Linked DNA regions of Mus musculus: regions 1, 2, 3, 5, 6 and 7 are each linked to region 4. The links are chromatin contacts, called in public HiCAR-type, HiChIP or PLAC-seq and promoter capture Hi-C maps. All regions are on one chromosome and are shown on one strand. The core of a region is the stretch at or near the end of the contact, and the rest is flanking DNA. Distances in the headings are between cores, read along the strand shown.

The links. Promoter capture Hi-C pulls out the DNA fragments that hold promoters and counts their contacts. HiCAR-type assays count read pairs that join an accessible place to other places. HiChIP or PLAC-seq counts read pairs in DNA pulled down with a chosen protein or histone mark.
Region 1: a contact with region 4 is called in an H3K4me3 HiChIP or PLAC-seq map of embryonic limb bud, with 11 times the contacts expected there. The contact joins the enhancer-like site here to the promoter of Ate1 in region 4. A contact is called at or near these places in 15 of 39 promoter capture datasets (the 3T3-L1 cell line, 3T3-L1-derived adipocytes, the HPC-7 cell line and 10 more), 1 of 15 datasets of contacts at CTCF or cohesin (the NIH/3T3 cell line), 1 of 484 Hi-C or Micro-C datasets (adipose-derived mesenchymal stem cells), 22 of 115 datasets of contacts at active chromatin or transcription factors (the 230-238 cell line, the NIH/3T3 cell line, SST interneurons and 18 more) and 3 of 9 other capture datasets (adipose tissue, embryonic stem cells and liver).
Region 2: an H3K4me3 HiChIP or PLAC-seq map of bone marrow-derived macrophages shows a contact between it and region 4, with 6 times the contacts expected there. The contact joins the promoter of Pstk here to the promoter of Ate1 in region 4. A contact is called at or near these places in 2 of 484 Hi-C or Micro-C datasets (the G1E-ER4 cell line and muscle stem cells), 5 of 115 datasets of contacts at active chromatin or transcription factors (astrocytes, bone marrow-derived macrophages, extraembryonic endoderm stem cells and 2 more) and 2 of 9 other capture datasets (adipose tissue and liver).
Region 3: a promoter capture Hi-C map of second pharyngeal arch cranial neural crest shows a contact between it and region 4, with 6 times the contacts expected there. The contact joins the enhancer-like site here to the promoter of Ate1 in region 4. A contact is called at or near these places in 5 of 39 promoter capture datasets (cranial neural crest, hippocampal neurons, maxillary cranial neural crest and 2 more), 2 of 115 datasets of contacts at active chromatin or transcription factors (astrocytes and embryonic forebrain) and 2 of 9 other capture datasets (adipose tissue and embryonic trunk).
Region 5: a contact with region 4 is called in an H3K4me3 HiChIP or PLAC-seq map of embryonic limb bud, with 4 times the contacts expected there. The contact joins the enhancer-like site here to the promoter of Ate1 in region 4. A contact is called at or near these places in 9 of 115 datasets of contacts at active chromatin or transcription factors (the NIH/3T3 cell line, embryonic basal ganglia, embryonic forebrain and 6 more) and 1 of 9 other capture datasets (adipose tissue).
Region 6: a contact with region 4 is called in an H3K4me3 HiChIP or PLAC-seq map of bone marrow-derived macrophages, with 5 times the contacts expected there. The contact joins the promoter of Ikzf5 here to the promoter of Ate1 in region 4. A contact is called at or near these places in 2 of 484 Hi-C or Micro-C datasets (CD4 T cells and uterus), 1 of 115 datasets of contacts at active chromatin or transcription factors (bone marrow-derived macrophages) and 2 of 9 other capture datasets (liver and macrophages).
Region 7: a HiCAR-type map of astrocytes shows a contact between it and region 4, with 5 times the contacts expected there. The contact joins the promoter of Wdr11 here to the promoter of Ate1 in region 4. A contact is called at or near these places in 12 of 39 promoter capture datasets (the 3T3-L1 cell line, the C10 cell line, the HPC-7 cell line and 8 more), 2 of 484 Hi-C or Micro-C datasets (cortical neurons and embryonic stem cells), 10 of 115 datasets of contacts at active chromatin or transcription factors (the 230-238 cell line, T-cell acute lymphoblastic leukemia, astrocytes and 7 more) and 4 of 9 other capture datasets (adipose tissue, liver, macrophages and 1 more).

The regions. Positions count from the first base shown.
Region 1 is chr7:129,637,140-129,640,448 of GRCm38.p6, forward strand. No RefSeq gene overlaps it. Among named protein-coding and RNA genes, the nearest start is that of Gm51499, 13 kb to the right of the region's middle. Within about 2 kb of position 2,047, at least 7 of the 459 cell types and tissues checked have an H3K27ac peak or open chromatin away from gene starts, as enhancers often do.
Region 2 is chr7:131,369,701-131,373,147 of GRCm38.p6, forward strand. Pstk (phosphoseryl-tRNA kinase) reads left to right here and starts at 1,446. Exons shown (of 6, transcript NM_001039534.1): 1 at 1,446-1,689. The coding sequence starts at 1,474.
Region 3 is chr7:129,742,824-129,745,926 of GRCm38.p6, forward strand. No RefSeq gene overlaps it. Among named protein-coding and RNA genes, the nearest start is that of Gm33323, 20 kb to the right of the region's middle. RefSeq lists an enhancer at 618-2,165. Within about 2 kb of position 1,483, at least 46 of the 459 cell types and tissues checked have an H3K27ac peak or open chromatin away from gene starts, as enhancers often do. A contact at or near this core is called in embryonic forebrain and second pharyngeal arch cranial neural crest, where this site is marked.
Region 4 is chr7:130,518,196-130,521,501 of GRCm38.p6, forward strand. It overlaps Ate1 (arginyltransferase 1), which reads right to left and starts at 1,385. Exons shown (of 12, transcript NM_013799.3): 1 at 1,161-1,385. The coding sequence starts at 1,266. Gm4275 (putative uncharacterized protein ZNRD1-AS1) reads left to right here and starts at 1,396. Exons shown (of 4, transcript XR_869987.2): 1 at 1,396-1,650.
Region 5 is chr7:129,677,712-129,680,853 of GRCm38.p6, forward strand. The region is part of intron 2 of Gm33248 (a long non-coding RNA gene); the gene reads left to right. Among named protein-coding and RNA genes, the nearest start is that of Gm33248, 12 kb to the left of the region's middle. Within about 2 kb of position 1,545, at least 34 of the 459 cell types and tissues checked have an H3K27ac peak or open chromatin away from gene starts, as enhancers often do. A contact at or near this core is called in embryonic limb bud and neural tube, where this site is marked.
Region 6 is chr7:131,409,173-131,412,488 of GRCm38.p6, forward strand. Ikzf5 (IKAROS family zinc finger 5) reads right to left here and starts at 1,306. Exons shown (of 4, transcript NM_175115.4): 1 at 1,215-1,306. Acadsb (acyl-Coenzyme A dehydrogenase, short/branched chain) reads left to right here and starts at 1,429. Exons shown (of 11, transcript NM_025826.4): 1 at 1,429-1,615. The coding sequence starts at 1,574.
Region 7 is chr7:129,590,505-129,593,582 of GRCm38.p6, forward strand. Wdr11 (WD repeat domain 11) reads left to right here and starts at 1,359. Exons shown (of 29, transcript NM_172255.3): 1 at 1,359-1,559; 2 at 2,472-2,583. The coding sequence starts at 1,474.

The DNA.
Region 1 (3,309 bases), core at 797-3,296, 880 kb before region 4:
GGCATCTGGCCTCCAGTACTTAGAAACCAACCACGATGATTAATGATGTCTGATCCACCAGGGTCCTTCTGACAGCACTCATGGTGTCTGGACTGCACCAGACAAACACTTAGTCAAGCAATATCTTAACTCCTTGCTTCTTTCTAGATCCGGCCGGTAACTTTAGTGAACTAGGCTGGGACTGCTTTATAACCAACATGCCTTGTACCTGTCGGCTGCTAGGAGCTTTGGTGAATCACCACTTCAGAACTAGACTCCAGAACACATTTGATTGTTATAACTCTGGAGTGGGCATCTAGTTTTTCAAAAGCTTGCTGAGCCCCAAAAGTCCCAAGTTCACACGGCTGTGGCAGAGGTACAGTTCTGTTGTTTCATGTTAGTTACCCTACATTTTCTGTGTTATTCGTGCTGTGTCTCAGGGTTTCTATTGCTGCAACAAAACACCATGACCAAAAAGCAAGCTGGAGGGGAAAGGGTTCATTTCGCTTACACTTCCACAATACAGTTCATCATTGAAGGAAGTCAGGACAGGAATTCAAGCAGGGCAGAAATCTGGAGGCAGGAGCTGATGCAGAGACCACGGAGGGGCATTGCTTACTGGCTTATTCCTGTGGTTTGCTCAGCTTTGCTTTCTTATAGAATCCAGGACCATCAGCCCAGGGGTGGCACCATTCACAGTGGGTGTGGCCCTCTCTCATCAATCACTAATGAAGAAAGTGCATTACAGTGAGATTTTATGGAGGCATTTTCTCAGTTAGAGCTCCCTCCTCTCAGATAACTTGTGTGTCGAGTTGACATAGGACTAGCCAGCACATGTTTCCTAATGTATGTCACTAGAAGAAGTATATCCGTCAACTTTCCGTCAACACACAGGAAAGGAACTTAACTGTTCAACAGAATCTGAGTCCTGCTGATTTCTCCTTCCCAGTGCCCTCAGTCCAAAGTGTAACTGGCAGTTCTCTGCCCTGGCCTGGGACAGTGTTATCCACACCCTGTGTGCTCTCCCTCTCCAGGACTCTCAGATCCCAATAAAAGGGTGAACTCCATTACATGCTTGGTGTGACCGAGTTTATGGGGAACTGGGCAGAGTGGGGCTGGATTTGAATCATGATTAGGACTCTCAGCTGATAGCTGAGGAGCCCCTGATAGGACTGTGCGCTTTGGCCCAGGGAAGGCTCACCTGAGCTTACTGCTGAAAGTGGGGCATCTGAGACCAGCCAGCATCAGTGTAGTCTTACACAAGGTAATAGAGCCTTCCCATATGACTGGGCTTTGGTAAGTGTTCTTTGACTTGGCAGAACACTTATAAATGCCTAATCATATTTCAGAAGTTTCTCTTTTTCTCCTGCCTGGTAATCATCCCTTCCTTGTTATATTTCATTTCCTTTACCGAAATGCACATGGTATTTTATTGAAGTCAATTCTCAGAAAATATAGTGAGTGCCTGGTCTGCTTAGTTTAACAAGCATGCTGTTGATGAATGCAGAGATAGGTACACACTTTCATCAGAAGGAAATGATCTGTCATTTTATGCTGGCGTCCCTGAAATCCATAGAGAAGTATTATTGTATCTGTTCTTGTCTCAGTGCTGTGACAAAAAAACTGATAAACAACTTATGGGATGGGAGACCTTGTTTGGGCCCACCATTTCGGGGTACAAAGACATGAGGCAGGAGGTCACACTGTGTCCATAGGATGTCTAGTGTAGGCAGGAAATAGTTTTAGAAATCCTATTCTAAAACTTCCAGGACTTCCCCCACTTCCTCCAATGAGACTCCACCTAGAGGTTTCACGACCTTCCTGTAGCCTGTGCCACAGCTAGGGACAGGGTCTTCCAACACACAAGCTGATGAAGATCACGCCATATTCAAACCAAAACATCAATTTGATTTTCCCCAACAGTCTAACCAGCCCTGAACCTTCCCACAAAGTCCCACAGAACATTCTCAGTACCTCTTGTTCGAGATAGCCCTACAGACTTCAGAGTAGCGTGTACCCTGCCCGGTCCTGACCTGCCTGCCCAGTTCCCTCGGCAACACTGCATCTGTCGCTTGCTAGGAATATGCCCAGGATCCAAGGTCCCCTCTCAAAGCAGCTAGAGAAGAGAGGAGGTCCAGAGGCCTGGCAGGAGCTCAGGGCAGGCAAAGGAGAGTGAGCACAGGTGAGTGCATCCTGCCTGCCTCCTAACCTCAGCCTCCCAGGTGAAGCCTGTCCTTGTGTCACCTGACTCACACAGCACTGTAGAGTGAAGAGACACAGGTGACACACTGCCCTGAATCCTCATGTTGAGTTTCTTGGGACACCAGACTTTCAATCCTAAAGTTCAGATATTCCCTGGCAAACAGGAGCGGTTGGTCACCCTGCTGGTAAGGGACAAAAGAGAATGAAGACCTGGTACATGCAACACCCAGCCCCAGCCATCTCTACACTCCAGCTCTCTAAAGCAGGGGAAACTGAGGGGGTCTGACCCAATGCTCTCCTTTAGGGAGTCAGTTGAGGAAGAAGCAAGATAGTCTGAAGCTAGCTGGGCCAGGATGGAGAACTGCAGGTCAGGCATGTGCTGTTGGCAGGAAAGAAGGGCTTGCAAAGCATTTCTCAAACCTTTGTGTGGCAGTTTGGACATTGGAAGACCTATTTGCAAAGCGGAATAACTGAGACCACTGTGGTTTGGGTGTTCTCCTTGTGTGCAGAAACCACTGCATGCCCACGCTCTCTCTTCATCCTTATTTTTCTTTTAGATGAGTACCAGATGCTTAGAGGGAGCTGAAACAGTACCTGTTGGCTTAAAAACCACACTACCGTTCCTCGGAGTCAGCTCTGCTCCTTGGTCAAGGACTTTGGAACCTTAGCTCTGCTACTGGAGAGTCCCTCTGTTTTCAATTATAACGTCAGTGAGGGATGGCAAAGGGGCAGCATGGTCCATTTTCCCCTTGAGTGGGGCTGCAGTGGCTGCCAGTCCTTCCAATCCTGAACTCTATTCTTAGGCCCAGGGTCAACTTCCACGTGAGAATCCTGGTAGGCATATGCTCTGTAGACAACCTTAGCCTCACAAGCAAGAGCTTGATCAGCAAAGATCGAAAGGAGATGGAGCCTGTGATCTGTGTGGACCATATTCCTTTGCATGGTATCCTTACAAGCAGAGAGAACGAAGCTATGTGCGAAGAGGCCTTGCTGTGACAGAGAGCAAGATTCATGGTATACTGTCAGGAGCCAAGCAGCACCAAGCATATCATAATAATCTAGGAAGAAACAAGGAAGGCGCCTCTGCAGGGAGCCCAGCTGTTCATGGGAGCTTCAGACTTCTGCCTG
Region 2 (3,447 bases), core at 196-2,695, 850 kb after region 4:
ACACCTTCTGACATGGTACATGGTAGAAGAAGAAAATAGTAGGGATAAATAAATTCATATTACATTGTATACCTGTGTGGAATTCTCAAGAATAAAGGATTTGTTAAGAATTAGTTGAATGTGTTATATATATATAATATTTCATATTAAATATATTATATATATATACACATATATATTCTCCCAAAATAGCCATGATTTTGTTGCCTGAAAAACCAAGGAAACTTGTGTGGGTATGGAGAAGGATGAAGAGAAGCAAATGGTTTAGGATAGGCCCTTGTATTGGGCCAATGGCAACCATGTGAGAGGAAGAGCTTTTCCTCTCCAACCAAGAGAGACAGAGAACGTTATGCACTTCATCATGCACCACACCACACTTAGCAGCCAATTCTCCTCTGGGTTTTGCTTCTTATTTTTGTTTGGTCTTTTGAGAACAGGTCTCACTCACACTGTAGCTCTGATTGGTCTTGTATTCTCTTTGTAGACCAAGCTGGCCTTGAACTTACCATGACTCTCCTTACTGCCCCTCCAGAGGCATGTACCACCCTTCTTATGTCAGCTGTAGTTCACTTCAGCACGCACTGATTTTGTTCTTGAGTGATGACTACAGTTTGAACACATCTTTTATGAATAAAAAGTACCATAAAAGCTTATTTTTCTTATACCACACCCCTCTCACACATTTTTATTTGGTAGTTCTCTGAGGTCTGTCAGTCTGTGTTTTTAGGAAGGGTAAAGAGTTTGACACAGTCTCCTGTAGCACAGGCTTGCCTCAAACTCTTGCTCCTCCTGTGTGCTGCTATGCTCCTATGCGCAGCTCCTTTCTGAGTGCTGGGATCATACCCCAACTCCAAGCTCGCTAATATTTACAAAAAAAAAAAATTCTATAATCCGAGTTTTCTGCCAGCATGTATTGGGGATAAGGATGTGCATTTCCGGTCCTATTTCTTCCCACTAGCTGCCACCTGGCAGCCCAGGACTCAGGAATATTCAACCATTGCTCCCTTCAAGCCCAGAAAGAGAGAGAGAAATATGCTGTCCTCGCTTCACCGCCTATTTGATGTCCCGCACTTTACCTTTCAAAGCCTTCCTTTAAAGGTTTCTAGTCTCTCTTTGTACAGAGGATGCCCAACGTAACCAAACCAAACAGGAAACCCTAATGGCTTGAAGGTGGGGCAGGGAAGTTGATAACATCTGGAGTAAACCCAACTCTGGGACCCTTAAAGTGTCCAGAAAGTATGAAAAGAAGCGCCAAGGACACCTGGCCTAGGGTACTAGGGTCAGGGACAGCTGACACATGTTATTCACAAGGTCCAGAGGGCCACCTGAGTAGCAGCCTGGACTAAGGCATCTTCTCTGGACTCGCATCCTCGCTTGTTGCTCCTCCTCAACGTCGCCAGAGGGCGCGGCGTGGTGCTGGGGCACTGCGCCTGCGCACCCGGCGCAAAGGTTTCTGGAGACTGCAGCAAGGGCATGAAGACCGCGGCGGCTCGTGGGGCCACTCGCAGAGACGGACAGCCCAAACTAGGACTGTGCGTCCTCTGCGGCTTGCCGGCGGCCGGAAAGTCGACTTTTGCACGTGCGCTGGCCCTCCGCCTGCGGCGGGAGCGGGGTTGGGCCGTGGGCGTCCTCTCCTACGACGATGTGCTGCCTCTTGCGCTCCCGGACTGCGATGGCACACAGCCTCGGGTCAGCATCGGGTGGGGGCGGACGGGTTTGCAGGCTCGGCCCAGGCGGTGAGGCTGTGGGTGGATCCTGCAGTGCCTGGGTGGGAAGGGAAGCCTGACCGGAGCCGGTGGCTAGGGGAGCTGGCTAGCTCCGCTCTGTAGACCTTTTTCGGAATAATATGGTCAGAGCTTTGTAGAGGTGTTTATGCCAAATTTGGTACGTTCACATACTGCATATTCTATGCAGTGGAGCTTTAAGATAAGGCCTAGCTATGTTGTCTGGGTTAGTCTCAAACTCCCGAGCTCAAGGATCACCCAGACCCCTCCCGTACAAGAGTCCTAAGGCAGAGTGAAGTTTTACATTTAGTGTACAAGGTAGACATCCTAGGCAGATACACCCTGATAATAATCCCTTGGTAGTTTCTCCGTAGCGCCTAGGACCTAGGCAAAGAAAGGGATCTTTAAAAAAAAAAAAAAAGGTTAAAACCAGAATCTGTAGGACTGGAGCTCTGTAGCTCTGTACCATTTTGGAACTCCCCATGAGAATAAAGAATACAAGTGATAAATAACAAAATTGCTAGGTCCCTCCAGGAAAGTTTTACCAAACCAAGGGCCTGGTCTGCCAATAGTATTGAAAAACGTGGTGATTTCTTGGTTGACAGCCAGGTGGAGTGATAAGCTTGAATTGTATGTGCCAAGTATATACTCCTTAATCCTTGCATTTACACCCCAGTGAGGTGCACCCCTGCTGGAAGCCGACTACATGGCAATAGAGTCCGGTCTCCAGTTGCATACTTAACTCTAAAGCAGATATCTCCTGACATCTTAAATTGTTACATTTGTTGCTTAGTGCTCAGGTGTAGAAAAGTTACATGAATTTAAGGCAAATAGGATGACTACATTTTCTAAGTATATTCAGAGTACCCGCACACAAAGATAAGTATATGCAAAGCCTCAGTGTATTTGGAATGTGGGAAACATGTATTTCTTCATCAGAAGATGCCGCTTCTGCTTTGGCTCTGAGGACAACAACAGCATTGTAATTGGGTAACTTGTAGGTAGGACTCCCGCCACGTTGGAGGAAGATAATGGTTACTGATGAGGATTGGCTTGCCTTCGCCTTTATTACTGCATTTTTATTTTCTCCACTCCCTCCCCCGCCCCCCACCCCAGGCCTTATTTGGTCAGTGTGGTTAGAAAATCTCCACCCTTTAGGCAGTGACACACATTTCCTTCTCTGGGTTAATCTGGGGTACTTTTTTGTAGATAGGGCAAGAGCAGGGCTCCTCTCCTGCCCTTTTGTATCTCCTCCAGTCTTGACTGCAGAACCACTCTCCTCTCACCATCCCTCAAAACACAAAACTACCTGTATTCTCAGGCTCCTTGTCTCCTTCCTTCTGTTTCTGCCATCTTTCCCAATCTCACAATCCAATTGTTGGCCTGAGGTCTTCAAATTTTGACCAAAGGACCTTCAAATGGACTTGTCTTACTGGTTGGTATCCCTTTTCATTCCAAGAACAAACCAACATTGGCATAGCTTAGGTTGTTTTAATCCAGCAGGATCTTGGTTGTGGCTCTTTTGGTCTCCTATATAAAGGGATTTCATTCTCATATATTCCTGCATGCACGCACCCATCCATCCATCCATTTCGGACACATTTCTAGAACACCTGTAAGGTGCCAGCCAGCCTCTGTGCTGGCGGCGGGTGGTCTGGCAGGGAGAAATATGAAGGTGCACAGAAGTACCTGGCTGATACATGCCCTGTTAGAATAGGGACAA
Region 3 (3,103 bases), core at 233-2,732, 780 kb before region 4:
TAGAGGCCCATCCATGTCTGAATGGCCATAGCATAAACCAAATCAAACTGTAGAGGCTTAGGGCCATTGGTCCAGCTCATGGGCCTGTTGGTTGGTTGGTGATTCAGTCTAGGTTTATGTGAACAGTTCTTCCTGTCTTGGCGAGGAAGTACCCTGGCTGTTGTAGGGGACAATAGAGTAAATTGATTCTGCCCTCAAGGTTTGTCAGCCCTCGGCACACTACCCTGGAGTGCTCTTGTGGCCCAGCAGAGTTCTTGGAGTGGGAACAGAAGTATGACTATTCTCTTTCAGACTTAGCATGCATGCGTCTCCTCTGCTAACATCCCTTCAACTGGAGGGCTTCTCACATGACCAAAGTCAAACTTGGGGTCATATGGAAAGACATATAGAGACAGGGAGGCATATGTCACTGGGGTACCAAGTGAGGCAGGAGACCGGGGGTGAGAAAGTCAGGAAGAGGCTCCCCTGCCAGTGGTTCCGTGCTCAGTTGAAGCTTAGGAAGGATGTACTTGCTGTAGATGTGAATGAGACAAACATCTAAGAAGTAGAGATGAGAGGACCAAGACGGGTGCAGACATAAGCTAGGTAGAACACAGGCCCTAAAGCTTCCTTGTACCTGAGGTTACCACTGTGTCCAAACCAGCCTTCAGGCCCCTCTCTGCCATTATGACCACTGTAGCTGCCTGAGCCAATTACACTTGCTATATCCAGTGGTGTCCAGAAATACAGATGCTACACCTAACTACCCAGGCTCACATCTCAGCCGTGACTGATGTCCTGCCTATGTGACTTGCAGGCTCACAATCCTCATCTATAACATGGAAATGATCTTGCCCACAGGTTTAAAGATTGAATAGTAATGCAGTAGCTAGTGGCTGGGACATAGATGTAATTAAAAATAAAACAAAACAAAACAAAACAATTATCCCTGTCTTTTGCATTGGAAAGCTCACTGCCATATTGCTAAGGCTACAGAACTATGTCATTTGCATTGGGAAGAATATTCCTAATCAAAAGAATCAAGGGGGGGGTGGAGGCCATCTCAGTTGTGTTTGAAAAAAAGATGGGGCTGTCTCACATTGTAGCTGGTCTCCTGTGTTTGCCCAAATCCATTGATCTGCTTTCTAAAAGCCAAATCTACTAACTGAGACAAAAAGCAAACTGTGTACCATTATCTAGGATTACCCTCATTCAGACTCTGCTCTGTGGATGTGCCATCTCTAAAGTCATTATAATTAGAGGACCTGGTACTCGAAGGTAACCCACGAGACACCAGAGGATCCTTCCTCTGATGTGGAGTGAGGTTGGTCATTATTATCTGCGCGTGACCTGCAAGCAGACTGGGCCAGACTGCTGCCTGGATTCACGGTGTAGATAATTGGCTTCTGGCGATTTTATTCAGAAGCTACATCTCTGTGCATTTAGCCTCGATGTAGAAATGTGAAGCAGCTGAAGGCACACACTTGCATGGTCTGCCTGCCATCAGGGCTTTCCTTAGATCTGCCATCCTGGTTGGTCCAGGGAGCAGCAGTTTGCCACACTGCTGAGCGGGTCTGATGCTAAGGAGGGATAAAGCAGAGCTTTGTGCTGGCCCTGCATCACCATCCCCTTCCCTGAGTTCCTGACAGTTCGTTACCCCAGCCGGAATCAGTCTGAATGTTCTCTTTGTCACAGCTCTTTGCGTGCTGAGGTGGGCTTGCCTTCTCCGCAGCAGTCTGGGTTAAATAAATACATTAAGGCAACGTAGCCGGCTTGACACTGGAGCCAGCCTCAATAACTCAGATAATTCATGTGGCAAAAGACAGGGCTGCTGCGGTTTGGAATTCGTTTAAAGATGGATTCTTTGTTCTCATCTTTGGTTGAGGCTGAGGCAGCCACACTCTAAACTGTTGGCCATTTTTCTCCAGCAAGTTTGAGAGTTTAAATCCTGTGCAGATGAGCACCCTTCAGCCAGTTACAGGGATACCAAGCTGACTCACGACATAAACACGTGCTCCAAGGCAAGCTAGGATTGCACCTTGGTGAGTTTTACCATTTCTCCAGTGCACCGGCAGTCAGCAGTTCGTCAAAACCCATAATGTTTAGAAATGTGCTATGTTTGCCCCTGAGGTTTAAATAAACTAAGACCCATGAATGTTACAATGTGACGAACTACCTTGGTGTGTGAAATTATAACTCTATCTGGCGCTCAGTGAGAGGAACGCTGTGCACATTCTGTTCCTGGGGATTTTGTGTATGCTTCTCCAACTGAAGTATGTTTCAACTCTGCTTTGTTTTCTTCTTCTTCAAGAATAGGAAATATTTCTATTTCAAGACTGCTGTGCATGTCTAAGACGCTCAATAACGGGTGAAACTGTATACCTTAACAACTCCAGAATCTTTTAAGGTGTTTGGGCTTGAGCCAAGAAAATGATTAGGGCCAGGGAGTTACCACTGTGACTGCCACAATGGCTCTGAGATTTCGTCTTTTTTGGAAAACAGAGGCAAAGATTCATTTCCTAGGTGCAGCACAGAGTTTCAACCAAGAGATACTTCACCGTATTGGGAGAGATTTCTATTTTTCTGTCTCAACTGGGAGAAAGAGCCCAGGGTGCTATTATCATCAGTAAGTAAAAATGCAACCACCCTACTATGCGCAGGACAGCTTCAATAAATGCATTCCTACTGTGAGCAGGACAGCTCCAATCAATACATTGTCCATTCAAAACACCTGGGTGTCATTCTGTGAACCAATGGACAGCACGTGATAGGGTTGGTGGGGACCCCATTGCTGGTGTGCTCTATCTGTTGTAAACATCTCAAGGAGGGTTATGCACACGTTAATCTAACATTGCAGCAATTCTCTAACTGCTACATAGTGTTCCATAATTCTCATCCCCAAATCTGAGGATGTGGGAAGGTGGATAAGAATGCCTTCTGTGTAGGCATGAAGAGCTGAGCTGGGAATGGTCCCCAGTATTCTTGTTAAAAAGGAAAGCTGGGTGCCTAAAACCCTGGCACTGTGGATTTCCAGGGCTTGCTAGGTGACAGCCTTGCTTCATGTTGAGTGAGAGATGCTTCCTCAAGGAAACACAGCATAGAATAATAAAGCAGGGCTTCCAAA
Region 4 (3,306 bases), core at 135-2,634:
AGGGGTAGGGGTAGTAAGGTCCTCCCTATTAAAATATGTTTCAGTCACATAATACTGGCAAATATTATAGTCAGAATATAAAAATTCTGAAAAAGAATAGTATCTCTATCACTCAAAGTGAGCCACTGTCATTTGATGTGCTTTCTTGGCCTTATTTGGGCTTTATTGGACCGTATTCCTCTCAGCTGTCACGTGTACTCGGCTGTCATCTGCATCCTGTTTATTTAACCCTATGCTCCAAGCGTTTTTTTCACTTAACTGGTCTTCGTAATCCGTGCATCTAACGATTGTATAACTGTCTACCCAAGGCCGCGGTTCACCTAATAATACACTTTCTCCTAATAAACACTTTTAATGCATCCATAAACCAAAATCCCGTGCACAGCCAAACCACTAAACTGTCTTTCAAAACGGGTAAATCTCTAACCTAAATTTATAGTCAAGTTACCTTGCTTCCACCTGCAGGATTATTCTAAACCATCCATCCTAGATTCTGTATTTGCCGATCATGACACGGCAGACAATAAGTACATATTCGGCTTACAAACAAATCTTCCGTAAGAAACCTGAATCCTAGCCCGGTGGTGATGCACACCTTTGATCCCAGACCCTCGGGAGGCAGGGGCAGGCGGATCTCTGAATTCCAGGCCAGCCTGGTCTACAGAGTGGATTCCAGGACAGCCAGAGCTACACAGAAAACGTTTGTCTCGAAAAGCCAGAAAAATAAAATAAAATAAAAAGAAAAGAAACCTAAAGCCTGAAGGAACACCGTTATTACGGTCTTCAAGATGGATTGGCACAATGACATGGTATAAATCCCTGATTTAAAAAAAAAGTCGAGCAGGTATTTTATCAAAATATCAAGCCGATCTCGGTTTCCAGTACGTTCTCCCAGACACTTTCTCCAAAATGACAGCGAACAGGTGTGCACGCACACGCCCCTCTACACATGCAGCAGGGGGCCTCGGCTGCCGCGGGGATGGATGCAGGGCGGCCGTCAGCTCCCAGGAGCCTCCCCATCTCCCTTCCCGTCTCCCAGAGCAGCCGCTGAGGGAGCAAGGGTGGAGGACACCCGGCTCTTCACGACGCTCCCCCAGGCTGCGGCCACCCAAGACCCTCACAGAGCCCGAAGCACACGCCCGCCGGCCGAGCTCGCTCACCATAGGAGCGACTGCCCAACTTGTTCTTGCAGTAGCCACACTGGAAGGAGGTCTGGCCCTCAAAATACTCTACAAGGCTAGGTGAAGGCGCGCTCCAAGAAGCCATGTCCGCGACCCCGCCGCCGCTGCGCCACCCAGTCCTACGCAGCCGCCGCTACCGCCGCCTTCGCCTCCACCACCCCACAATGCAACGCGCGCGCCTCCGAAGATCGCGCGAAGCCACTCGAGTGCTCCCGGGCTGGAAGGACCGGACGCCCTACGTCACTGACGCCGCCCGCGCCATGTTGACTGCGGGCAGCCGTCCGCTAGTTCCGTTCCTCCTCTGTGAGGGGCGGCTACCCCCTAGGGAGGGCGAGGGCGGGAAGACCGGGATGGAAAGGAAGCCGGCTGAGGAGAGACCAATGGGACCGGGAAGCTGGAGTCGGGTGACCAACGGCCTCAACCCGCGCGGCAGGCCTGCCAGGACGTAGCGAGAGCCTGGCTGAAGCCGGTAAAGGCGACCTGGACGGCGGGACACTCACCACACGACGTCTTGCCCTCCCTGGACTCGCAGTAGCCGCAGTAGTAGCCGGCCTTCAGGCCCTTGTATTCCACCACCGAGGCCATGGCCGCCGCTGTGGGCTTGAGGAGCGGCCACGCCTCTCAGCGCGGGGAACCTCGGGGAAGGGCCGAGAGCGCGGGGGTTGCCGGGTTCGCGGCTCTCCGCCGATCCCCGGTCAGGCCACTGGCCGCCAGCCTGGGTTGCAGGGGTGCGTCTCGGAACCCAGTGTTTAGTGGCCAGCAGGTTACTTGTCCAGTCAACAGCAGTCCTTGTCACTGACGCGATCTCTCAGCCCGCTTTACAGATAGGGAAACTGAGGCTCCAGGTTGGGATTCACCCGGTCATTTGCGCTCTGTAGTTGAAGGTTAACCTCGAGTTCTGCGCCTGACCACCTGTGAGGAACGAGGAGCCGGAGCTGGCTTGATAGAGAGGGATCTAGAATCCAAACAACTCTGCTAGAGCGGAATGTCCAATGACGAAGCGACACTTTCCTCTTTTAAAGGGAGTTTTAAATATCACTCAAAAAGAATTTTTAACTCTTCAGGCTGAACATTTACATAATCTGAATTCACTCCATGGGTCTCCAATTTGCAAAGAACGTGTTTTAGGGAATGAGGTTGTGAGGCAAAGTGTAAAAATAAAGGCATGCTCCTACCAAGATAATATTCCTTAGCTTTCTCCTCTGCGTACACAGATGTTTAAGTCTGTCTGGCATAATTTCCATAGTCGACAATATGGTGAATTCCTTTTTGCAGTGTCTAGAAAGTGCAATCAGGAAACTTTTTTTTTTAATTATGTTTGTGGGTGTTTAGCCTGCAAGTAGATATGTGTACAACCTTCATCCAATGCTGGAGGCATCCAGAAGGCATTGTAGACCCTGAAACCTTGACGGGCAGACAATTCTGAGCCACTCATGTAAGATTGAAAGGATGGAAAAATACAGCCTCAACTCCAGCCTCCTAAGAAGCCCTAAATACCACAAATTCCAGACCCTGCTCCCTGCCAGTATACAGGTAAAAGGTCACACTTCCGTGCTGTTCCAGGGCCCGCTTCCTGTATGGAACTAGGTGAAAGAGCATTAAGACAGACCCTTGAATACGTGATCCTGGCCTAGTAAGATAACAGGAGGAGAGGAGCTGACTAACTGCTTATCTAGCAACTGTAAAGTGCTTGCACAATGGAAGGAAAGATTACACACTGAAAGAACTGCGTGGGGTCTTGATGCTATGAAATGATTGGTTTGCGAAACGCAGGCTTTGTTGTAACCCCATAAAAGCTGTCCCAATTCTGCACTCGTGGTCCGTGGTCCTCTACCCCTGCGTGGTGTACTGGGCCCCAGAGCACGCCTGGAATAAAAAGTCCTCTTGCGGTTTGCATCAAGGCCGTTTCTTGTGAGTGATTTGGGGTGTCGCCTCTCCTGAGTCAGAACGTGGGGGAGTCCTCACTTTGTGGGTCTTTCAACATCAAATATGATGCTGGGAACCAAACTCTGTGTCTTCTGCAAGATCATCAAGTGCTCTTAACCACTGAGCCACCACCTCTCCTGCCGGTGAACAAACTTATTTTTCAACTGTTAATGAACCTAGATGACCTAGAACTCTGGAC
Region 5 (3,142 bases), core at 295-2,794, 840 kb before region 4:
CATTTTCTAGATGCTATGCCGTAGCCCGCCGTGTGCATGTTCTTTGTCCTATGGGTACCGGTGGACACTGAGTTTGTCCATCACTGAGAAAAACCTACCACAGGGCTTCACAGGAATGTTCAGAGGAGGTGAGCTAGATGGGCGGTAGTGGTGCACGCCTTTAATCCCAGCACTTGGGAGGCAGAGGCAGGTGGATTTCTGAGTTCAAGGCCAGCCTGGTCTACAGAGTGAGTTTCAGGACAGCCAGGGCTACACAGAGAAACCCTGTCTTGGGGGTAGGTGGGGGGGAAGAGGAGGTGAGCTAAGGAAGAGGCCCAGGGAAACCTTGGGTCCCAGCCACACTGAGGCACAAACAGACCCGGCATAGAACACTGGAGTTGTTCTCTATGCTCTCACCTCACCTGCTCCCTGACCTGTCCCAGCCAAGTGACCTTCATCCGACCCACTCACTGTAGGTCTGCAGCCAACACTGTAGCTCTATCCCTCTAAGTCTTCCCCACAGAAAGTCTGAATGAACCCTCCAACACCAGGAAGGAAGATTTGAATTTATTCTGGGACTACACTCTCTGTCATTCTTCTTGACCAGGCTGTACCATTGTTCGTTCTTGCAGCCCCCCTGGCAAGCCTTCACCCCTAACCTAGGCTATTTGGACTGGCACAGCAGCCCACTCCATATGACCTCTGCTCCACCCCTCCTCTTGCACTTGGGTCCTTCTCTTTGGCTTAGTTCTGGAGAAAGTTTACGAGGCTCTTTTCCTCTATCTCTCATGGTTATCTTGATTGGCATTTTCACTTTACGTCGTGAGCCATTCTGCCTCCAGTTCTGACATAGTTGTTGGGGAAGCGGGAGGGGGAGGGGAGGAAGTTGGAAAGAGGTTTGTTGATGATGGCTACATTTTATTATGTGTGATGGTCATGGATCTGACAGGCGGCTCATCAAGCTGGAGGCTGGGGACACAAGGGGAAGACGAACAGCAAATGCCGTGAAGTCACAGTACAAAATATTTTTCAAAGGGACATCAAAGTCTTTTTCCATTCTGTCTTGCCTTGACCCCATTTCACACTGGCAAAACACAAACCGAAATTAAAATAAAAATACCAGGCTGGCTCCATGTAGCCAGTTGGACTGTGCAGCTAATTCACAGACTCTATTAACATCACTAAATGCAAACATTCCAAGATTTATTTTCCTTGCTTATAATTTTTTTTTTGCCTTTCCACTGGTGGGCTGTTTATTTCTAATAATCTGGTAGGAAAAAAACATTCGCTCATACCAGTGGAGGTCTTATATGCCAAGCTGCAAACCAGAGCACATTTTATTGTGGAAATAAAACCCTTGGAAAACAGACTCCAGGGGGGCCTGCTGACGGCGAGTTTACAACGTAGTACAATTGACGCCATTATAATTAGTTCCCCCCAAAAGTCTTATTTTTCAGGGCAGAGATCTGAATCTTTCTCTTTGCACACGAATATCTCTGGACTAGAGCAACAACATTATGGAGAATGAGTCACAGTGCAGCTTTGGGCTTTAAAGACTAACGCAGATCCTATAAATCTTGCCCGCATTCTTTTACTGGGAATGACTGACTTTGATGAAAACCAAGGACTGTAAATCAGAAACCTAAATAGCTTACTTTGTGGCAGATAAATACAGATTTATGCAGTGACAAAGTCCCATGTTAACCCCTTCCTGGTGCCACAGAGGACTTGAGGGCAGTGGGTGCAGAGAGGGATGGGGCCTTCAGCCTCTGCCTTTCTTCCTGGAGCCAGATGGGGAGGAGACTGAAGGCGAGACAGTGTTAGCAGATGATGCTCTCTGGCCAAGGGTTCCCACTGGCCCATCTCAGCTGGGCACAGTGCAGTCTCTTGGCTCTGGTTATTCCTGGGCTCTATGCTAGACAAGGTTCTGTGTGAGTGGTTGGGTGGGTGTCTCTTACAGCCTAGGCTTCCAAAATCCTTGTAAAGTCACTACTATCTTGGTCCTAACCCTCTTACCTGCAAATGGCACACCGTTAGAATTAAATTAGCAGTTATATACTAGTGTCTCTCTCTCTGTCTCTCTCTCTCGCTCTCTCTGTGTATGTTTGTGTGTCTGTGTGTGTGTATGTGTATATGTATGTATATGTGTACATATGTGTTTATGTGTATATATGTGTGTATATGTATGTGTGTATCTGTGTGTGGGTGTACATGTATCTATCTATCTATCTATCTATGTATATATATATATATATATATATGTTTATGTTTATGTATATGTGTGTGCATGTGTGTATATATGTATGTGTGTATCTGTGTGTGGTTGTACATGTGTATATATGTATGTTTATGTATATGTGTATGTATGTATGTATATGTGTGTATGTGTGTATATGTGTATGTGTGTATGTATATGTGTATGTGTGTGTATATATGTGTGTGTGTATGAATGTATGTGTGTATGTATGTATGTGTGTATGCATGTGCATGTGTATGTATGTGTGTATATGTGTATGTGTGTATGTATATGTGTATGTGTGTGTATGTATGTGTGTGTATATGTGTGTGTATGTATGTGTGTATTTATGTGTATGTGTGTGTATGTCTGTGTGTTTGTATGTGTGTGTATATGCATGTGTGTATATGTGTATGTGTGTATGTATGTGTGTATATGTGTGTGTGTATGTCTGTGTGTTTGTATGTGTGTGTGTGGTCTTGCCTCTCCCCCCACACACCATTTTTCTTTTTCTCTTTTTCCTTATTTCTATTTTTCTTCACTTGATTCTCTCTCTCATTTCCCCTCCTTCCTTCACTGCGGACCAAACCTACACCTCAAGCATGCTGGTACAGCACCAAGATTCATACTCAGTGTCACTCCCTGCCCTCAGTCCTTTTTATTTTGAGACAGGTCTCCCTAAGCTGCCTGGGCATTGAACTTGTAATTCTCCTGAAGTAGTTTTCCTAGCAACTAGGATTACAGTCTCATGCCACCAGGTGGCGGGCCTCTGCATTCCTAAGGAGCCCAAGAAAGACCTGATCCTGAGGTGCTGGGACCAACCAACACTGTGCAGAGCTCGCCAGAACCCACAGACAGAGCGAGCCCTCATCTTTTCTTTGCAACCCCTGGCTTCACTCATTCCACTGAAAGATCCATGCCACTGGA
Region 6 (3,316 bases), core at 56-2,555, 890 kb after region 4:
AAAAAAAAAAAAAAAAGCAAGGGCAAGCTTGGTGGCCCACAATTACATCCTAGCCATTTGTGTTACTATCATGTTGCCACTGGTCATTTACTTTTAACAAAAAAACTTCAATGCCATTCATATATAATATGCTAATTTCAAGAGATGCCAGGCTTAATGTTGCTGAATAAGTCCAGTTGCACATAAAAGTACATTAGCTCTATCGCCAGGGAAATATATGTAACAACCACCAGGACTCAACCACGGCATATCTGAAGCCCATCTTCAGTGTCCCACAGTACAACAGTTACGGTTTCCTGGGAAACACGGGACCCTTACAGGAAAAGAACTTCAAACATCCCAGTTCCCCCGCAAGGAACTTCCAAGAAAACGTTCATCCTCAGCTGTGCTGAAGACAACATAAACTCAAGACAAAGTCTTACAAGTAGTCCAGATGTTTTAAGCAGCTGTTTTCATGCTGTGTCTTCTAAGTGTAATTTCCCTGGACCTCACAACTTCAGAAGTCTTCATGTCCGTTCTCACTCCTCTGTCCGGTTCTGACCAGCACACAAAGGAGTCATTAAAGAGGCCATGTGGTTACTGGCAGCTACCACTGACTATACTTAGGATCTACAGTTAGACAGACAGCACTTGGACGCTTAGCTGAGGAGGAGCCACATTGAGCATCCAAGAACATTCCCGACAGTCGATCGATGATGAATCGATCGGGGACAGAAATCTTGAATGAGTCGGAAGATCCTCCCCAGCCTCACCTGTTCCCAACATTGGAAAGTACAGGCAGTAGACGCCAGGTCATGAGAGAAAGAAAACTCCTTCCCAACAGCAGCCCGGGGTTAACACCCTATCCAGGATACACCGGGGTTGCTGGGGTCGACTTTGGCACCCCGAGAATGCACTACACAGGGATGCTCCCTGCGATCGCCACCTGTCAAAGCCGGAGACAGCTCCCCACCCTGAGCTCCGAGCTGCGGCCCGACGGCGCCGACTCGCTCGCGAGCCTCCGGGCGGCGCACCCAGTCACTTACGAGCCCAAGAGAGTCCCGAGTCACCACGCTGGCAGCCCACGGGGCACGCAGGACCCTCCGCTGTGGCCAAGGCGAAAGCGGTGTTAGCCGGCTAGCAATGAACCCGGCACTTTACCTTCCGCCATTCCGTCAACGTGCCCTGAGTAACCGTAGCGCCGCCGTGGAAGCTGACCGCCCCCCGTGACTCACCTCCTGACAACCGCACCGAGGAATCCCCACAGCCCTTTTCACTGCCGTCGCCGCCACCGCCACCGCCTCAGCGTTCGTCAGCGTCGCAGCTGTAGCCGCCATATTTGTTGTGTCTCCGCTCCCTTCCCGCCCGCCCCACGCCTTGCCCAAGTCTCGCGTGAGCGTGCTGCAGGGAGCAAGGAGAGAATTATGTCTCTCCTGGGGTTCCGTAGGCGGCAGTGGGCGGGGACTCAAAGGGGTGTGTGAGGGGCGGATGCTCGGAGTGGGCAGGGCCCGAGCTTGCCAGGCCGAGGGAGTCTTGCGCAAGGGTTCGTGGAAAGCCTTGCGAGCTTAACAGGGCCACCCTGCCCGAAGCGAGGATGGCGGTCTCTGCGCTCCAGCTGTGGCGTATGGGCGGGCTGGTGAGTGGGGTCGGTCGAAGCGACCGTCTCAGGAGGCCTGTGGCCACACTGATTCCTGGCGACGTCATCTTTTCCTAATGGGCTGGGGGTCTGGGAGGCTGGTGGAGGGGGCTGAGCCTGGGGCTGGGTCTCCACAGACCCTTCACCTCCGTCTGGTTTTCCTTCAGGATCCGTCCCAGCTCATGCCACATTTCCCCGGATGATGATGATGATTTTTTTGTTTTGTTTTTTGGGGTTTTTTTTGTTTTTGTTTTTGTTTTGTTTTTTTTTTTTTTCGAGACAGGGTTTCTCTGTATAGCCCTGGGTGTCCTGGAACTCACTCTGTAGAGCAGGCTGGCCTCGAACTCAGAAATCTGCCTGCCTCTGCCTCCCGAGTGCTGGGATTAAAGGCGTGCGCCACCATCACCCAACCGATAATGATGATTTTTAATGACTAAAATCTAGGCCTGCTTGTCGAGCCTATTGACACTCTCTTCCCTTCAGCAGCCCAGCTGGAAGGGACCTCTCATATTTCTGGGTCTTAACCATTCAGGGAAGGAATTTCTTAGGCTTTATCTCACTGCGGGGATCTGACCAGCTCCCTTAGATTCTGAGGAGCCCAAAAGCCCATTCTAGTCCTCTTCCTCAAACTTGGTCTGAGGCCAGCCTCTTGTCTCACCAGGATGTTTCTGGCCTCCCTTTGCTCTCTCGGATTTCCTGAGCTTGGAATTAGGACACACAGTACAGTGCAGATGACAGCATCTGTCAGAATAACAGAAGACACTCTGACCAGTCAGAGGGGGCAATGGGTTGAACCATGAGCAAACCTACGTTAGCTGGACTTGGTGCTATTTCTTCAGGTGCCTGAAAGAGACAGCTTTCCTGGAGGATGTTTCTCTACTTAGGCGATTGACGAGCCCATTTAGCTAACTTTGAAGTGAAAGGACAGTTGGGTGCCTTTGCTGTGGTTGTAGTTAGCTGGAAACCCTCCAGCTAAATAGTAATCTTAAAATTTCCTCGGGCAGATGTTAAGTCTCAAGTCTCACCCATTATTCTGGCGAGCAATCAAAATCCTGCAGTATTTATTCCCGGTTTTACAAGCTACTGATGAGAGGAAGTAGCTTGTAAACGGTGAAGCAAGTCTGCACCTCTTTGCCTCACATTGTAGATAATTAACGTTATTTTATTGTTTTACAAGCTTGGGGTGTTTAGGAAATTAATAAAGTTGTGTTAGTGTATTGTCACAAAGGATTAGAAATGGGTTCTTGTGATTATTATTTAATACTGTTTAATAATTGTTGCTTAATAATAATGTAGCCAGCAGACTTGTCTGGGTTGTTGAGTTTGGCCACCCTTTGTTTTTCTAGCCTACAAGCCCTTGGTGCTCTTCCAGCTTCCAGTCTCTCTTACTTTGCATGAACCTCTTAACAAGTAGCTATTTAACCTTGAGATGTAGCGATTTCAGACAAAGGATTAGGTGACTTTGACAAAAACTACTGCTGCTTCTCCTTGGTCGGAGATACCACGGAAGTATTTTGTTTAGATTTGTGCCTTATTGTCTTGCGTAGGTTTTGGATCTCTTTTATAAAAAATAGTATATTTTGCTGAAATTTGCCTGAAGCATGGTAGTTAATTAATTAAGTTCTGGTGCCAAACTGCTTGGATCTAGAGCCCAGGCTCTGTGGTATAACCTTAAGCGGTTGCTTAAACTCTTTGAGTCTG
Region 7 (3,078 bases), core at 109-2,608, 930 kb before region 4:
TTATGTGAGGGTATGTTCTTGTGTAGGAGCAGGAGCACTAGAGTCTAGAAGGGTGTGAACCCTGGGAGTTGGAATTACAGGTGGTTGTGAGCTGTCTCACTCTGGTGCTGGAGAACACACTTAAGTCCTCTTAACTGCAGCCTTTGACTTTGCTGGGAATATTTGCGTAGCCAATTGACTCAAGGTTCATGTTGACATTTATGGAACGACAGTGGTTTTTTTATATACATCTTATATGTTTTAATATAAATCTTATATATAAATATTGTAATATAATCTATATATAAACATAGTATGTATTTATATTATGTATGTATATTTTATAATACTACATATTATAATATATAATTTCTATAATGTATTGTGCTATATATCATATAATATACATATCATAAAATATATTTCTATATTATATGTTTATTCAACACATACTTTTGTATATTTTAATAAACATTATATATGTATATATATATGAAAAGGAACTTCAATTTATAATAAACGAAGAATACTTATAACTCAGAAGTGAAAAGACAAAGTGAGCTAAAATATCCCAATAGGGTATTTTTAAAAATAATTACAAATGGCTAAATTGCTGCTAAAAGACACTCAACATCTTTACTCACTGAGTCTTCCTCACCTCACTTGTGTGTTGGCCAGATTTCCAAATCTGAAACAAGCACCCGAGATACTCAGTCTCTAAAGGACAATATCTCGGAGCTTCTAGTCCATGCCTGGTTTGCCCCATTGTTCTTGAACCTATACCATGGTGACGATGCACAGCAAGATGGCAAAACCTTTCACTTCATGGGCCACAAAAAATAAGGAGGAAAAGACCAGGGTCCAACAATTCCCTTCAACAGCACCTCCCACCCCAACCTGGGCGCTTCTCCTAGTGATCTAAAAACCTCCCAATGGGCCCTTCTTCCTAAAGTAGGGAAAATCACGTTTTTTAATACATGGTCCTTTGGGAGCGAGTTATGCAAACCCTATTAGCCAGGATAGTTATCACATAATAAAAAGAGAACAAACATTAGTGAGCATTAGTGAGTAGACAGTCACTGTGTCTTCTCATGCAGGACCCTTCTACAACAAACAGTGGCTGGCAATGGTAGTTGCCCTAAATTAACATATCAAAGGCAGAAAAGCAAACTGGGAGTTTTATTGTTTTGTTTTCACGATTTCCAGCAATCTTTCTCCCAAAAGGAAGAAAGCAGATGCGACTGGTAGCAGAACCCCTCTTCCATGCTTAGCTCCAACCCACACTCCATGGGATTCACTTGAGTTTCGGAACTTTGGAGAGGGAGGAACCTAGAAGTCCTAGTTCCTGGAGAGACGACGGACTATTGGAAGGAGGAACCTGGGATTTCACGGAACCCAACTGCTGGCGCGGACGCGACTACCCGGACTTTGGAACGGAAGAGCTGCTCGTGTCGCTTCCTGCCTGCCGGTGGGGAGGGCCGGGGTGCCGCCGCGATGTTACCCTACACCGTAAACTTCAAGGTGTCAGCGCGCACCCTCACCGGGGCTCTCAACGCGCACAACAAGGCGGCGGTGGACTGGTGAGGGCAGTGCTTCCGGCCTCGGCCGCAGTTCGCGAGGGGACGGGGAAGAACACTGGGCTTCCGGTTTTCCTCGCCTAGACCGCGGCCAGCGTCCCACAGCTCGCAGATTTGCTTTTAGTTGAGACATTTGTGTTGTCCTATAAGTCGCAAATGCCTGGAGCCGGCAGGTCCTCGGTGCAGACAGTTTCAGTCCTGGGTTCTTTCTCCGCATCTCATTCCTTTACTGTCCCCATTTCCTCTTCCCCAGCCTGCACCCGGGAGGGCTTCTCTCCTTGTCTCCTTTTCTCTTCCTGGTCCTGACTCTTTCTTACTCTTTCAGACTCCTCTTTTTCACTTAGATGCATTCAACAATGCCCCAAACTGTGTCCTGTCACTTACCTACTCCCACTTTTATCTTTACTGGTTCCCGTGAAGCACGGCCTCCACAGCCAGTTCTCTTTCCACAGTGAAATAACACCCAGGTTCTGAGAACTAACCATGTGAGGCAAATCCTATTACTGTTGTGCTAGGAATGTTGCTGCGGAGGCTGAGACCTCTCATGTACTTTTTTATCTGATTGAAAGGACTAAGACTAGTCACTCATCCTAGGGGCATTGTGGATTCTATGTTGTTATAAAAAATAAATGTTATTAAATGCTGAATAAGACAGCATGTGTTCATACAAAACCAGCCCAGATTGGTTTTGCACATCAGAGCTCTTTGTAGATATCTTTTAGAACTGTTGATCTGAGTGAAAATGAGTCTCAATAAATATTTGTAAACTTAGCTGGGGGTGTTTTGTAAATGGAACAATATCACAAGCCTTTCACTTTAAGAAGTACTACTAATAATGGCACATGTGAACTAGATTTGTTTATGATAGGCAAAGTTGAGTCGCTTTGTTTTATATTTTAACACTTGTTTCGCCAGGGGCTGGCAAGGTTTAATTGCATATGGATGCCATTCACTGGTGGTAGTGATCGATTCCAATACTGCCCAAACTCTACAAGTTCTAGAAAAACATAAAGCTGATATTGTTAAGGTAAGTTAAGTCACACATCAGCCCCATAACCTCAAGTTTAATACGTCATCAGGTTCTCATTAAGTCATAGATATAAATACAATTATCTAGGGTTGCCTAGCATTTACATACCCATGACTTAATGTCAATCCAGAATACATTGTTAAGTGCTAGTTCTGGGGCACTTTGAAAAGGTGAGTGGAAATACCAGTTCTGTCATTTACCATAGCACCCCCTCATCCATTAGTTTTGAACACTGACTACCATGTGCTAAGAAAATATAAAGTGTAACTGTCTTTGTGGGTGTGAGTCACACTGTGGTTTTGATTTGTGATTTCATGGCGAATATAATCTGTGATTTCATGAACATCTTTTCATAGACTTGCTGGTTATTTGTGTGTCTTTGTAAAAGCCCTGTGACCGTTTGTATATGCTCGGCCCAGGGAGTGGCACTATTAGAAGGTGTGGCCCTGTTGGAGTAGGTGTGTCACTGTGGATGTGGGCTTTAAGACCCTC